Linked DNA regions of Mus musculus: region 2 is linked to region 1. Evidence: chromatin contacts called from public promoter capture Hi-C data. All regions are on one chromosome and are shown on one strand. Each heading gives the region's core, a stretch centred on a gene start, on an enhancer-like site or on the middle of the called end of the contact. The rest is flanking DNA. Distances are from core to core; before and after follow the strand shown.

Region 1 (6,687 bases), core at 2,622-5,121:
GCTGGTAGTCTTGGGTTCCATAAGAGAGCAGGCTGAGCAAGCCAGGGGAGGCAAGCCAGTAAAGAACATCCCTCCATGGCCTCTGCATCAGCTCCTGCTTCCTGACCTGCTTGAGTTCCAGTCCTGGCTTCCTTGGTGATGAACAGCAGTATGGAAGTGTAAGCCGAATAAACCCTTTCCTCCCCAACTTGCTTCTTGGTCATGATGTTTGTGCAGGAATAGAAACCCTGACTAAGACAAACTGGTACCAGCAGAGTGGGGTATTCCTGTGACAACCTGACCATGTTTTGGGGAGGTCTGTGGAAGGACTTTGGAATTTTGGGCTTGAAGATCCATTCGTTGTTAAGAGCTCTGTCAGATGTTTTGTAGGAGCTTGGAAGATAATGTTGAGAACAGTGCAGAAGATGGAGGCCTGGCTTGTGAAATTTCAGAGGGAAAATTAAAGACTCTTTTCAGGGCCATTCCTGTTTTGATTGTGAAGATTCTGTAGTTCTGGTTAGCTGGGGCTGAAGAATCAGCTGTGATTAACAAGATACCAGAACTACTAAAGCAAAAACTTTGCATTACTGGGACTATTGATGCTGGTTAGCTGGAGCTAAGAAATTAGCGGTGATTAAGAAGAGACCAGCATCATTGAGGTGACATTTTCTGGGAAGTGTTTTCTGAGAGCACAGTGGCTGTGTTCCAGATATAGCCAAAGTTGTACATTGTGCTGTGGCTGGACTTGGTAATGTGTAAGGGTCACCCAGGTGGTACTGGTTTTGAAGGCATGAAGGAGTTGAGCAGAGCAGCTGAGGCTTGGCACTGTGAGAGGCCATGGAAGGCCATTGGTGAAAGTGCAGCCTCAGTTGCAATTGATGGCCCAGGACTGAAGGGGTCATGCAGTGTTTTGGAGATGCCAGTACCATGAGATGACCACCAAGAGCAGCAGCAGCAGTGGATTACAGGCATCTGGAGCCTAGAGGATGACGCGTGTGCTACAAAGGGCATGGCTGGAGAAGTGACCCAAGCCCTTGGAGGAGCCCAGAAGATCGTGAGTTGGATCCCAGACATTGGACGGTTGGAGATTGACTTTTGCTTTTGATTGTGACTGTGCCCTGATATTTTCCCTCTTGAAGGAAGAAACTGTTTTAGTGGAGCCCACAGTTAAGAGACTTTTAATTGTAAAAAGACTTTGGATTTTAGAAGATATTGGACATTTTAAAGGGATTGACTTTTAATATTAAAGACTGTGGGACTTTTAATGTTGTTTAGATCTTGGGGGTGAATAAGAAATTAAGGGTTGAGGCTTACTAGTGATGTGTTTGTGTGTCAAGTTGACAAGGGGTCAATTGTACTGGCTAGTTTTGTGTCAACTTGACACAGCTGGGGTTATCACAGAGAAAGGAGCTTCAGTTGAGGAAATGCCTCCATGAGATCCAACTCTAAGGCATTTTCTCAATTAGTGATCAAGGGGGAAAGGCCCTTTGTGGGTGGGACCATCTCTGGGCTGGTAGTCTTGGGTTCCATAAGAGAGCAGGCTGAGCAAGCCAGGGGAGGCAAGCCAGTAAAGAACATCCCTCCATGGCCTCTGCATCAGCTCCTGCTTCCTGACCTGCTTGAGTTCCAGTCCTGGCTTCCTTGGTGATGAACAGCAGTATGGAAGTGTAAGCCGAATAAACCCTTTCCTCCCCAACTTGCTTCTTGGTCATGATGTTTGTGCAGGAATAGAAACCCTGACTAAGACACTGACTATATCCCTAAATGAGATTCATTTAGACACATTCTTGCAGGGATACTGGCTCAAACCTGTTCTCCAACAGGCAACAAAATGGATCAGCATGGAATTTTAGTTGGTGTGCACAGAAGTGACCTTATGTTAAATTCTCTTTTATTTCTCTACTTATGTTGTGGTGTGTGTGTGTGTGTGTGTGCGCGCGCGCTTGTGTGATAGATGATAACTTCCAGGGGTTGGGTCTACCTTCCCACCTTGTGGGGCATGGTCTCTCTGGTTTCTGCTGCTATGTTGTGTACTCCAGGCTAGTGGGTCCTGGAACTTCCAGACCATTCTGTCATCTCTGCCTCCCATTTCAACCCAGGAGTGCTGAGATGCACAGCACCAAATCCAGATTGGTTCAGGGATCTAACTTGCATCTTCAGTGTTACACAGCTAGTGTCTTCACCAGTTGAGCCAACTCCTTGGCCCTTGAAAAAGAATTTTTAAAAATTTTTAAAATGTTTGTGGTAATCCTGGCACAGCTTATGCTTTTGAAATTAGCTGCCTTAGACATTTTGGTTCTAATATAATAATTTTACATTCCTAATAGAAAGACAACCAGCCCTTCATAGTCCTTTAAAGACACGTGTGCAAATTCTCTGTTGGACAAAAACACAAAATTGAGAGTTAAGAGCTTTCTGAGGTTGAGTGAGGAAGTCCAGAATGCTTTATAAATTGAGTGGCTTTGGTAAACATAGCGATTTCTAGAAACTGCCTTCTGAGTAAGGGGGCAGGGGTTGATTCCAGTTCTGGGGCTGGCTAAGTTTCACCTGGAGAACTAACTGCTGGAGGTGCTGCAACGCTTTGTTCTCCCGTAGTCAGTTCCAAGAATAAAACAGCCATCTCCCCTCAAGGGCACCTATCTTACGTCTGTGTACTGAACACTGTCCAGCCATTTCCAATGGTTCCTCCACTTGTACTTAATGAATTGTAGTTCTTCTGTGTACAAGTCAAGGTCTTTTAAAAGAAATTATTTTCCTGAGGTATGGCTCAGTGGTAGAGCACTTGCCTAGATTGTGCACAGATCTGGAGTTCCATCCCCAAACGATAAAGGAAGGAAGGAAGGAAGGAAGGAAGGAAGGAAGGAAGGAAGGAACTAAAATTTTAGCTCTATCCTTCTATCCTATAAAATCTCTTTTGTCCAACTAAACATTTAAAAGTTCATCGGAAGAGGCATTTCCCTACCATATATGCTATACTCTTTCTTTACACTTTCCACATCCTCCACTTACATATTAAAATCATATTCATCTTTCAAGGTCATCAACTGAGAAGTTGTTTTCTAACCACAGATTATGGGCAATGTCACTTCTTGCCTTACATCATAGGTAAGAGGCTATGAGCCAAGGGATGATTTTGGTCTAATTAGTGTGTCTAGCCGTCACATAGCCTCCCTGAACTCCTTATTCAGATTAGAAAATATTAATTATTTCAGAACGAAATAATTAATATTCTATCGGATCACTCCTTGTGTACGCAGTGTTTGGAGGCAGAGTTGTTCAATACAGTAAATCAAAAAACAGGATACCCTGTTATATTTCACTTTCAGACAATGGATACTTCGTATATATAAAAATAAGTAAAACAAATATTTTAGACACACTAAAAATCACTCTTTGCAACTCAGATTCAAGCGGGAGTCCTATATTTTAAGTAGCATCTCTTCTAGATGGACAGGGGTTCCCCTAGGCGCCAGGCTTCCTTCCCTCAGGTACTCAGCGTCTGTGTACTCCAGAGAGCAAAACCTGAGCTAGCCCAGCGCTTTCCATCTGTCAGTCGCAGCGGGCGGGAGGTGCAAGACCGGGAAAGACCGAAGCCTGGGTTGAAAATCGTCACCGGAGGTTGGACAAAGAGTCCACACCCGGGAGTAAGCCTCACTGTGGGCTTTCGAGAACCTGCAACCAGTGGGGCCACCTGCTCTAACCGCGGGCCCTACCCTTCATCTCGTGACCGGTCGTTGTGGGCCGGCGGGACAGAACCGCCCTGTTCTTAAAACTCTTGACTCCTATTGGCAGAGCATGCCATTCATCACGTTCGCCTCCGCCCCAATTGCTGACGTCGACCAGGCTACGTCTCGCTCGTGTAGCGGCGTAGTTGGCGATTGGCTGAGACCTTGTCTTGGAGCGGCTAAAGGGGAGGGGCTTGGGGATCGGAACCGTCGGGAGCGCGTCACTCGGTCGAGCTGCAGTGCTCGCTTGAGTCCCGGCGTCCCTTTTCGTGTGGCTCATCTCCGCTTCAGCAACCGTGGCACCATGGCTGTGCTGGTCGTTCTCCTGTTCTTTCTGGTGGCGGGTGAGTAGCTGGGAAGCACTGCGGGAAGCTAGGGGGCGCGGGGACCCTGGGAGGGAGCGGCTGCTGGCGGGGGCCGCAGTGGGGGCGGTCTGGGCTTGGCGGCCCTCTTCGGGGTTCTGGACCTTGATCTGGCTCGGGCGGAGCGGCCTTGTGGTCTCTGGAGACGAGCAGGGCCACCTGGGGGGACTCCGGAGCTGACATCAGCCTTTGGGGGTAAAGGCGCGTAGCCGCTTAGGACCCAGTCCTCCCATTTGTCTGATCACTCCTTCCCTGTTCAAGGCCCTTTGGAGGATGGGTTTGCATTTCTTAATACACCGTTGAACCACAACCCACTACCAAGGAAAGGTTAGCTAACAATTTAGCTGCCGCTTTTTAGCTGCTGTCTTTTTTCCACCTTCATTTCTAATGGTTGTTATTGACAACGGGTGAACCCTTACCTCCCTCATATATACATATCAGGATGTGAAGTTGAGTCATCGTTTTTTAAATAATGATTATTTCTTAAGATGATCGCAATTTCTTAGTATTGATTTCAGTTCCCAATTTGAAGGATTTGGAGAGCAGGGTATGAGTCATGCTTTTAGGATCACATGTCAAATAAATGGTAGCTTTCTTAGTGGAACCTACCTAGGCTCTCTAACATGGAATAAGAAGAATGGAAATGAGCTAATATTTGGCCTGTGGCTTGAGTATCATGTAGTAATGCATTTCGTTTACAGTAATCCTTAGAAGAAAGTATTCCCATTTTGCAGAGTATGAATCAAGCTGGGTATGACAAGGGGAATATGTATCAAAGCTGGGCATGACAAGGGGAATATGTATCAAAGCTGGGTTTGAAGACAGACAGATCAGTTGACTTCCAAGAAGGGGATGGATGCCTTTCCACTCTGTGTGTGTGGCACAGGGAGTGCTGTGTGGCAACGTGGGAGTAGTGGGACAGACGCTGAGCTTGCAGACAATAAGATACAATAAGTCAAGTGAAGCCAGGCATGGCGGTGCATGCTTTTAATCCCAATACTTGGGAGGCAGAAGCAGGTGGATCTCTTGAGTTCGAGGCCAGCCTGGTCTACAGAGTGAGTTCCAGGACAGCCAGGGCTACACAGAGAAACCCTGTCTCAAAAAAAAAAAAATCAACTGGAGAGCACCTTGGGGAGGAATGGGTGTTTTGTGTCAAAGAGATACCTTGTGCCTGTGCTGTGTGAGATGCTGGTCCTACTTTTGGAATGGCAGTTGAAGTGAAAAAGACCTAGTAATGGTTTTGAGCACCAAACCTCTTCTCTGCCCTGGAGGTGCCCAGCCCTCTGTGTTAATAGTTAACATATATTTCAGGCCTCCAAAGTGTTAGGGTCTCCTTCATTGTTGTTGGTTCTGGAAAGGCCATTCTGATTTAATCAAGATACTTTGGGGATTTTTCAAGGTACTTTGGTAACTGCTTGCCACAAAAGCATGAGGGCATGAGTTTAAACCCCAGCACCTGTATAAATAAGCACCCGTGTGTGCTGATAATCTCAGGGCTGGGGAGGTGGAGGTGGGTGGATCCCTACAAGTTCCTTGCTGGCCACTGTAGCCTAATGGGTAAGTTTCACATTCCAATGAGAGACAGGGTGGACAGTTCCTGAGGCAAGACGCTGCAGGTTGACCTCAGATTCCACATGCTTGCACATACATCCATGTGTCCGTGTACACACACACACACATTGGGAGAATTCTTTTGTTTTAATTTGGTTTAAAAGTTAAAAACGAAACCTTTCCATTGACACTGTAGTTCAGCTGGACATCTGTATCCTGCCTGCCATCTTATGAAGACCTAGATGTCCCTGACCTCAGAGAGATCTGCCTGTCTCTACCTTATGAGTACCACTGTGTTCAGCTCTATGACATTTTGAGTCAGGGAGGTCTTGGTTTTTGGTTTGGTTTTTGTCTAAGGTAAAATAATTATTTCTCTCCATGGTCCGGACATGCTAGCCTTGCTAAAGTGGTTTAGTTCATATAACAGTTGTCTGAGCTGCTGGCTCTTGTCAGGTGTCAGTACAGTGTTATTTTCCATGGTGACTAAGCGTGATTTAGTGGAAAACATCTTTAAGAGCTCAGATTTCACTGTTTGCTTTGAAACAGTGTTAGGGAACTAGAAAGAACTAGGGAACCTGGGCTATGACTACCAAGTTCCGAGGCATATTTGAAAAAGTTCAGATTTTAGCCTGGAGAAAAAGGACCAAGAGCTAACACATGGTATTGGTACAGATGCTTGTAAAGGAGGGAGTTGATTTTGGTCTCTGATGTCCTGGAGACAGAAGTAGCCCATATCCCTTTTTTAAGTTGATTGATTTTGTTCCATCATTCATAGAAGCTCACTGCACAAGATCGTGGAGTCTCTGAGGAAGGGACACTAACTCCCTCTCGAAGACAGACTGGAGAAGCTCAAGGAATGTCCCCCAGGGGAGGTGTCTCCCAAGAAGATTATAGGAAAGGCTGAGGTGGGGGAAAGAATTCAAATGGAACAGTGTGTGCATGTGAGCACAGGGTAATGAGAGCAGAAGAGCAGGGGGCTTGTTGAAATCTTAGAAGTCAGCTTGGTGAGCTGGCCAGGGGACATTGTTTTCCCAAAAGACTCTGGGCAGTGAGCACAAGCATTTAAGCCG
Region 2 (6,868 bases), core at 1,537-4,036, 1.1 Mb after region 1:
AGACTCTTGTCAAATGCCTTATTTTCTAAAATGCCTGCTTTTAAGGAAAGAAAATAAGTTTCTTTGTACACTTCAAAGGTAGCACAGGCACGGCAGGCAGTAACACAAGAATTGCTGGCTCATTTACATCTTTACCTTTGGCTTTCAAAGTACCCACAGGGAAGAATGGTTGGTTCTGAAACATGATATGAGCATGCAACTGCACACACATGAACACACGTACACATCCATAAAAAGAGGGGAAAAGCCCCCTGATAGTCCTAAAAACCACTGACTTCTCATTCAGGCCCCCAGGGACCTAAAAGCACAGTGTAAGCCTGGTGTGTCTGCCTTCATTTTGCATCTATCTCTTTTAATCTGGCTCATTAGCTTTGTCTACTTCTTTCAATATGAATCACTCAAGGAGTGTCTATCAAATTATCACTTATTCCATTGTCCTTTGAGGCCAAGGACACAGAGACAGGACTAAAGGGGGCATCTTAGTGTCAGCTTTTTACCATGTTCTGTTCCGGATGCCTAAAAGGTGCCTAAAGATATCCAGTTATTATCCTAAACCAGGACTCCCTTGGATTCTATCACCTAGATGATGAAATTTAACCAGTGAGGACTAGAGTGTGAGCAATCATCTCCTGGGGACCACCCTGTTCCCTTGAACAATAAGAAAGCCTACAGACTACCTTTGCTGAACCATAACTGAGACAATGATCAGTGAGTCACACAAACTACTGGCTACACCTTGACTAAGGCTGTATAATTATGCACAACTCTTGCCTCCTTGCCTCAATTTGTCCTCTAATCTACAGCTGATATCAGTACCCTGAGAGGGATTTGGGGTCACCAGACACTGTTCCTCTTTTTGATGTGCACATGATTACCTCTCCTGTCTCTGATTTTCACGATTTGTCATTTGCTTCTTGAGTTGGCATATTAAGATGGGTGGCCAAGGCCAGCCTGTTAGGGTTGCTGGAGAAAGCGCTTTTATCCTAAAACTCTAGTTACACTTGGGTCTTCCACGACTACAGATTCTTGTAGTAGAATGTGAGGACCTGAGAGCAGTAGCACTGGAAACAAGGCTATGGCCAGATACCACATCCTAAAGAGAACAGAAGGTTCACTGAACTTGAACAAACCACAGCTTTGAGTAACAGGACTGCACTGCACATCTAAAGCTAACTGGCTTGTGTAAGCATTGAACTGATGAACAAGGCTTACTGTGGTCCCCTTTGAGGGAAATTAAGAATGGTGTTCTAATATGCACACATTTAGACACGTGTTCTTGTCTTGCACAATAGCTTCCCTCTCAATGCCCTGAGCTACTGATTGGTCAGATGGACAAATTTTAAACTGTCCAGTTGTAGCCAATTTAGATATTAGCTTGGAGAGCCAAAAAGTAAGTTCCCATTTGAAACACACAAGTTCAGATAAGTCTAAGGTATCTCATGTCCTCCTGCTTTTGGTTTTGAGGGAAACTGGTAAGTGACCCTCAAACCCACCCCTCAAAGTTGATAGAGGTAGTAACAACAGCTCACCATGGGCTGCAAAACTGAATGAGCTTTCCTTTTGGATCACTCTTACTAAAATACTCCAAAGGAATTCCAGGGGCCAGATTTAAAACCATCACCTGAGGCAGATCAGAAGGATCAGAAGAGTATGTACTGGAGAGTGCTTGGGCAGATGATCTGAGAAGTAATCAGATAAGGAGATTTACATGTGGACAAAGGAAACCGCACTCTGAAGAGGAGAAAGATGAGAACACAAAGAGCCAGAGAAAATTTGTGATCCCGAAGTCCAAAGGGGCACACTATGTCCTAGAGAACTTGCAACTTGGTTTGATATTCTTGAAATAGCTCCATGACAAGGAATATTTTTGTTAGCTTAGTATTTCCTGCCATTACTTTTTTCTACTACTGGAGAGTATTGTTTACTGTCTTAGAAAATCTTTTATAGTATTTACCTAGTCGTCTCACTTGAGTCGTTTCTTCCCCGAGCCTCATTTTCCACCACCATCTATCACACATTCTCTGTTCTTCCCTTTCAGTTCTTTTAATGAACCATTGTGATTTACCAACTCACTAAGTTTTTATTTCTCAGACACATCACATCTACATCTTCCTTGGATTTGAAGACACTCTAGTTTGTGGTTAGCATTATACTTCTGGGACCTCCATGTGCTACTAGAAATGTAGTAGAAACTCCAATAAATATTTGAGTGAACTGTACTGTTTAAGGAAAATGTATGATAGTGAAATCCAAAATGGTCTGAGAATGGAGCAATGGCCACCATTTTAAGGAATTGTCCATCTTGGGGAACTCAGGTCTAGGAAAGGGCTTGCCGGCTATGCAAACATCCTGGAGATGGGCCACAATGAACACACAGTGGGACAGTAGGGAGAAATTATGTGCCTTCCCCTTTCCTTCTCCAGAAGTTACCTTTGTGCTAAAGAAGAGCTCACCTAAATGACAAAAATGTTAATTGCCAAACAATTTGTGGATTTATTGGCACCCCCACCTCCAACTCCTGGTGACTTTCTGATAACATCTGAATGTGCAGCTCTCCTTGTTCTTTTAATCCCCTGCATCAGTTAACACAAAGCATACAAATTGCTGTGGAGGTTAACTTGTAGATAACTAATGTGTTTGTAGCTATTTTCAGAAGGTCAAGGTTGATTACAGTTCTAGCCAGAGGCGGGCAGGGGAATGGGCACAGAGCCTCCTGCCCATCGTTCGACTGTATAACCCAGGCTTTCCTACCCTTCTTATAACCCAATTCTCCAAGACAGAGCTTTGCTGATGGTTGCCCTCTCCAGCTTCTCAGGATCAATCTTTGAGTAAGCCCAACTTCTCATCATCTACGTACTAGACGAGTGGTAAGCAAATGAGGTGGACTTGGGTTTGGAAACAAGAATTGGCAGAACTGGGCTGGGGATGCAGGTTGCTCAGTGGTCAGTGCTAAATGCACATTTAGCCTTCGGTTATGGTCAGTTCAGACTACATGCTATAACTATTAATTTGTTTTGAAACACATTTGCTACCTCCAAAATCCATCATAAAATGTTCTAACTCATGTACTCATTATTACAACTCCAAATGGAGGTAGAACATGCCAATTAGAAGTAGAGAAAAGTTGTTTATTAGTAACCAAACTGGGTTCTAGTCCCTATATATACTCTGAGCACACAGAGAGCAAGCATCTCTGGGCATCAGTTTTTTTCAATCTTAAAACAGCAGAGACCACTGATGAGCATGAATTTTAATCCAGCCTAGTGATATTTGATTTGAGCAAGCCGGTATAAATAAGAAAACTTCAAGTTTTGTTTTGTTCTACTCTTAGAAAAGATGGATTGCAAAGAAGCTGTTCACAAATGATTTTGTAGTGAAGTTTAGAGACAAATTTATGTTGGTATTTTATTGAGTTACTGGAAAGAAGTTCCTTTTACTATGCTCACAGAAAAATAATTAGCTATGTGTGATTAAACCTTAGAAATGCAACTTCAGCCAATCACAACAATAAAGCTAACTACTTCATGAAATCATCATAAGTATACTACATATATATTTATTTATACAGTACATATTTATACTAAATATATGTATTACCCACTAACTTCCTCCCACTAAAGAAATAGAGAAATGAGGGTTGTGTTTGTTTTTTTTTTTTTAAGGAGGTACTGGTTATATTTACTGTAACTGTTGACTTTCTTCAACAATCTAATTTCCCTTTTTCTCCCCACTGTACTTGGTGTCATGCAAGACTCTACTCATACTGATTAAGGATACTGGAAGAGTGAAGATCAGAGAACTGTGAGTGTGAAACAGTCAATGAGCATAAGCTACTCAGACAGGTAAGGATGATTTTTGGGGGGGGGCTCAGTTTTAGCTTAAAGGTTAACTTTGTAAGTGTCTAAAAGGACTAAACTATTTGAATTGTGAAATCTGATCATTAAATAAGGTAGTCAGCTCAAGAAGTGTTTAAATAGCCACAAGTAACTGCTAGAGTTGTACAAGTTTTCTCATTTGTCAAATTAGCACAGTGTGTACACAGACATTCTGCTGAGGAGAATGTACACTTGGAGAGATATCCTTGGAAGCAATTCTGTAAGACTCACTTTTATTTGCCTTCTCAAGTTTAATTGCATTTTACAAATTTTTAAAACTAAATTTCTAGTAGCTTTTGAATCAAAGGCTGTTACTGAATGGGGCATGAATTTGGGAAGCTGAAGATGGGGAGTGAGTTGTTATTTGTTTTATAGAGACTCACCATCACCTAACATCTAAGTAATAGTATTCTGCTCTTCTTTCATTAGGGAATAGTTGCTACTGATATTCATAGAGGAACCTCTGCTGCTTTCAGCATGGAATGCATTATCTCTATGAGGCAGAGGCTACTGGAAGCTTTGCATAAAAGAAGCTTCATCTCTTAAAAAAAGCTTTGGCCCTTCAGTAAAACCAACATTTCTTTTGAACAGAAGGGGACCTTTCTTTCTTCCTGTCCTGTCCTGTCCTGTCCTGTCCTGTCCTTTCCTTTCCTTTCCTTTCCTTTCCTTTCCTTTCCTTTCCTTTCCTTTCCTTTCCTTTCCTTTCCTCCCCTCCCCTCCTCTTTTCCTTCCTTCCTTCCTTCCTTCCTTCCTTCCTTTCTTTCTTTCTTTCTTTCTTTCTTTCTTTCTTTCTTTCTTTCTTTCTTTCTTTCTTTCTTTCTTTCTTTCTTTCTTTCTTTCTTTGAGGCAGGGTTTCTCTGTGTAGCTCTGGCTGTTTTGGAACTCACACTGTAGACCAGGCTGGCCTTGAACTCAGAAATCCGCCTGCCTCTGCCTCCCGAGTGCTGGGATTAAAGGGTGCACCACCACATCCCGGCTGGGGATTTTTCTTAATAAGTGAACTGGTTCATTTCAATTGTTATTTGCCTAATTTTGAAATCAGCAAGGTTACAGATTAAGGTTTGATATTAAGAGTATCTACAACTCCTATCCATAAAGGCACTCTGAAACATATGATGCAGTTTCTGAATAAAAATTGTAAAGAAATAAAGTGAAGATAGTGGCAGACCTTGATAAAGGGTCTCAGTACTTGAATGCAGAAAATTTTTAAGTATTTAGGTAAGAGATTGGCTTAAAAGTTGTTTCAGAATGATAATGTATTATGAAATGATCCTCATTTTTAATAAAATCCAATGTAATTTTAAAGCAATTCAAGATGCAGAAAATAATAAGACCAAGATGCTGAAGTGGGGTAGAGAATACAATCCTGAAAGGGCAGAGATCAGAAGATGCTCTGTGGAAAAACCTTTTTATGTTCATCATCAAAAGAGAGAAGATGGTTAACAAAAGATTAAGAAACTCTCCTATAAATCATAAAAGTGTGCAAAATATGGTGCCCCAAAAGTCAATGGTGAAAATAGAGAAATCATGTGCCTTTAAAAATCAATAAATATAATTTATTAAGTTGGTAATTATAACTGCAACTTTGGAAGATAGAAATCAGGATTGTTGTTTGACCAGAACCTAGTAACTTTTCTGTTATTCTCACCTGAAAAAAAGTAAGTAAGGTGAAAAAGAAGAGAGCTTGACTGGGATTTCTCACTTATTCACAGGGAAGACTTAAAAGGAAACACCAGAGCTGGAGAGGTGCCTAGGTAGTTAAGAGCCCTGGTTGGTCTTTCAGAGAAGCCAAGGTTAAGTGAATCTCAGCAGCCATTCAGGAATTCACAACTGTCTGTAACTCTAGTCCCAAGGAAGCTGATACTCTCTTCTGAAGTCTGCAGGCATTGATGCACACAATGCATGGGCATACATGCAAGCAAAACACTCAGGCACATAAAATAAAAATACATTTTTAAGAAAGTAAAACCCACGCCTGCATTTATGCTGGGTTGGAAACCTATATCAAATAAACAAACCCTGGAAAACCACAGATATTAGAGGACACGTTAGGGTACTCTAGCCATCAAGCATACCAAGTATAATTTTGACACATAATGTAATTTATTGAAGTGTGAGAGTTTAGCATTATTTGGAATGGGAGATTACTGATGACCTTGTAATGACCATAGGTTCTGGAGTTTATCTTTATTCAGGATCTTGTCTGAGTATTTTGTTCATCTGGAATGGGGTTTACTTCTGGATTTCTGGATATAATCAATGTTGGAATTAAAAACTAGCTTTTACTTATTAGTTTAAAAAATAAAAGCTTAAATATAAAAACTTTCTAATAAAAATTATTAATTCTTAAATCACCTTATAAAGTGATGTGTTTTACTGGTCTGTTAATGTGCCCACATTTGTACCACTGTCCTTTTATTGTGCTTCTAGATTTCTAGGCAAAATCTATAATCATTTACATATTGCTTTATAATCTAAGAAGTATAAATTTCTCTAACCTACGAATGATAAATCTCAGGCATTTAATTAACTATTTCTACCAAATTTTGTTGTTTTTTTTTTTAGACGAAGGACTTATCCATCGCTTTAAGTACTGTTGCTTTTACTTTAAGCAGACCACTGTGACAACGAGAAAAGGTAAGAACCAACCTGGATTTTCTCACTCCATCAAAACCAAAAATGCCTGTTGTTGTTAGTTTTAATATTAAGTATATATAATTCCATTCTAGCTCCTGTGACAAAAATCAAGAAAATCTAATATAAATGACTAATAACTCGACATGCATTCAACCATCCGTGATTTCTACCACAGCTTTACCGGTCACTTACATCTTTTTGTTTATTATTGGTCTCTTTGGAAACTCACTTGCTCAGTGGGTATTTTTAACAAAAATAGGTAAGAAAACATCAACACATATCTACTTGGCAAATCTTGTGACTGCAAACTTACTTGTGTGCACTGCTATGCCTTTCATGGGTATATATTTCTTGAG

What was found. Promoter capture Hi-C pulls out the DNA fragments that hold promoters and counts their contacts.
Region 2: a contact with region 1 is called in a promoter capture Hi-C map of erythroid cells, with 49 times the contacts expected there. The contact joins the promoter of Gpr82 here to the promoter of Atp6ap2 in region 1. A contact is called at or near these places in 2 of 39 promoter capture datasets (erythroid cells and liver) and 2 of 115 datasets of contacts at active chromatin or transcription factors (the 230-238 cell line and double positive thymocytes).

What each region holds. Positions count from the first base shown.
Region 1 is chrX:12,583,888-12,590,574 of GRCm38.p6, forward strand. Atp6ap2 (ATPase, H+ transporting, lysosomal accessory protein 2) reads left to right here and starts at 3,872. Exons shown (of 9, transcript NM_027439.4): 1 at 3,872-4,048. The coding sequence starts at 4,009.
Region 2 is chrX:13,658,577-13,665,444 of GRCm38.p6, forward strand. It overlaps Gpr82 (G protein-coupled receptor 82), which reads left to right and starts at 2,787. Exons shown (of 4, transcript NM_175669.3): 1 at 2,787-2,867; 2 at 3,752-3,842; 3 at 6,441-6,512; 4 at 6,605-6,868. The coding sequence starts at 6,639. All of the region lies in intron 5 of Cask (calcium/calmodulin-dependent serine protein kinase (MAGUK family)), which reads right to left.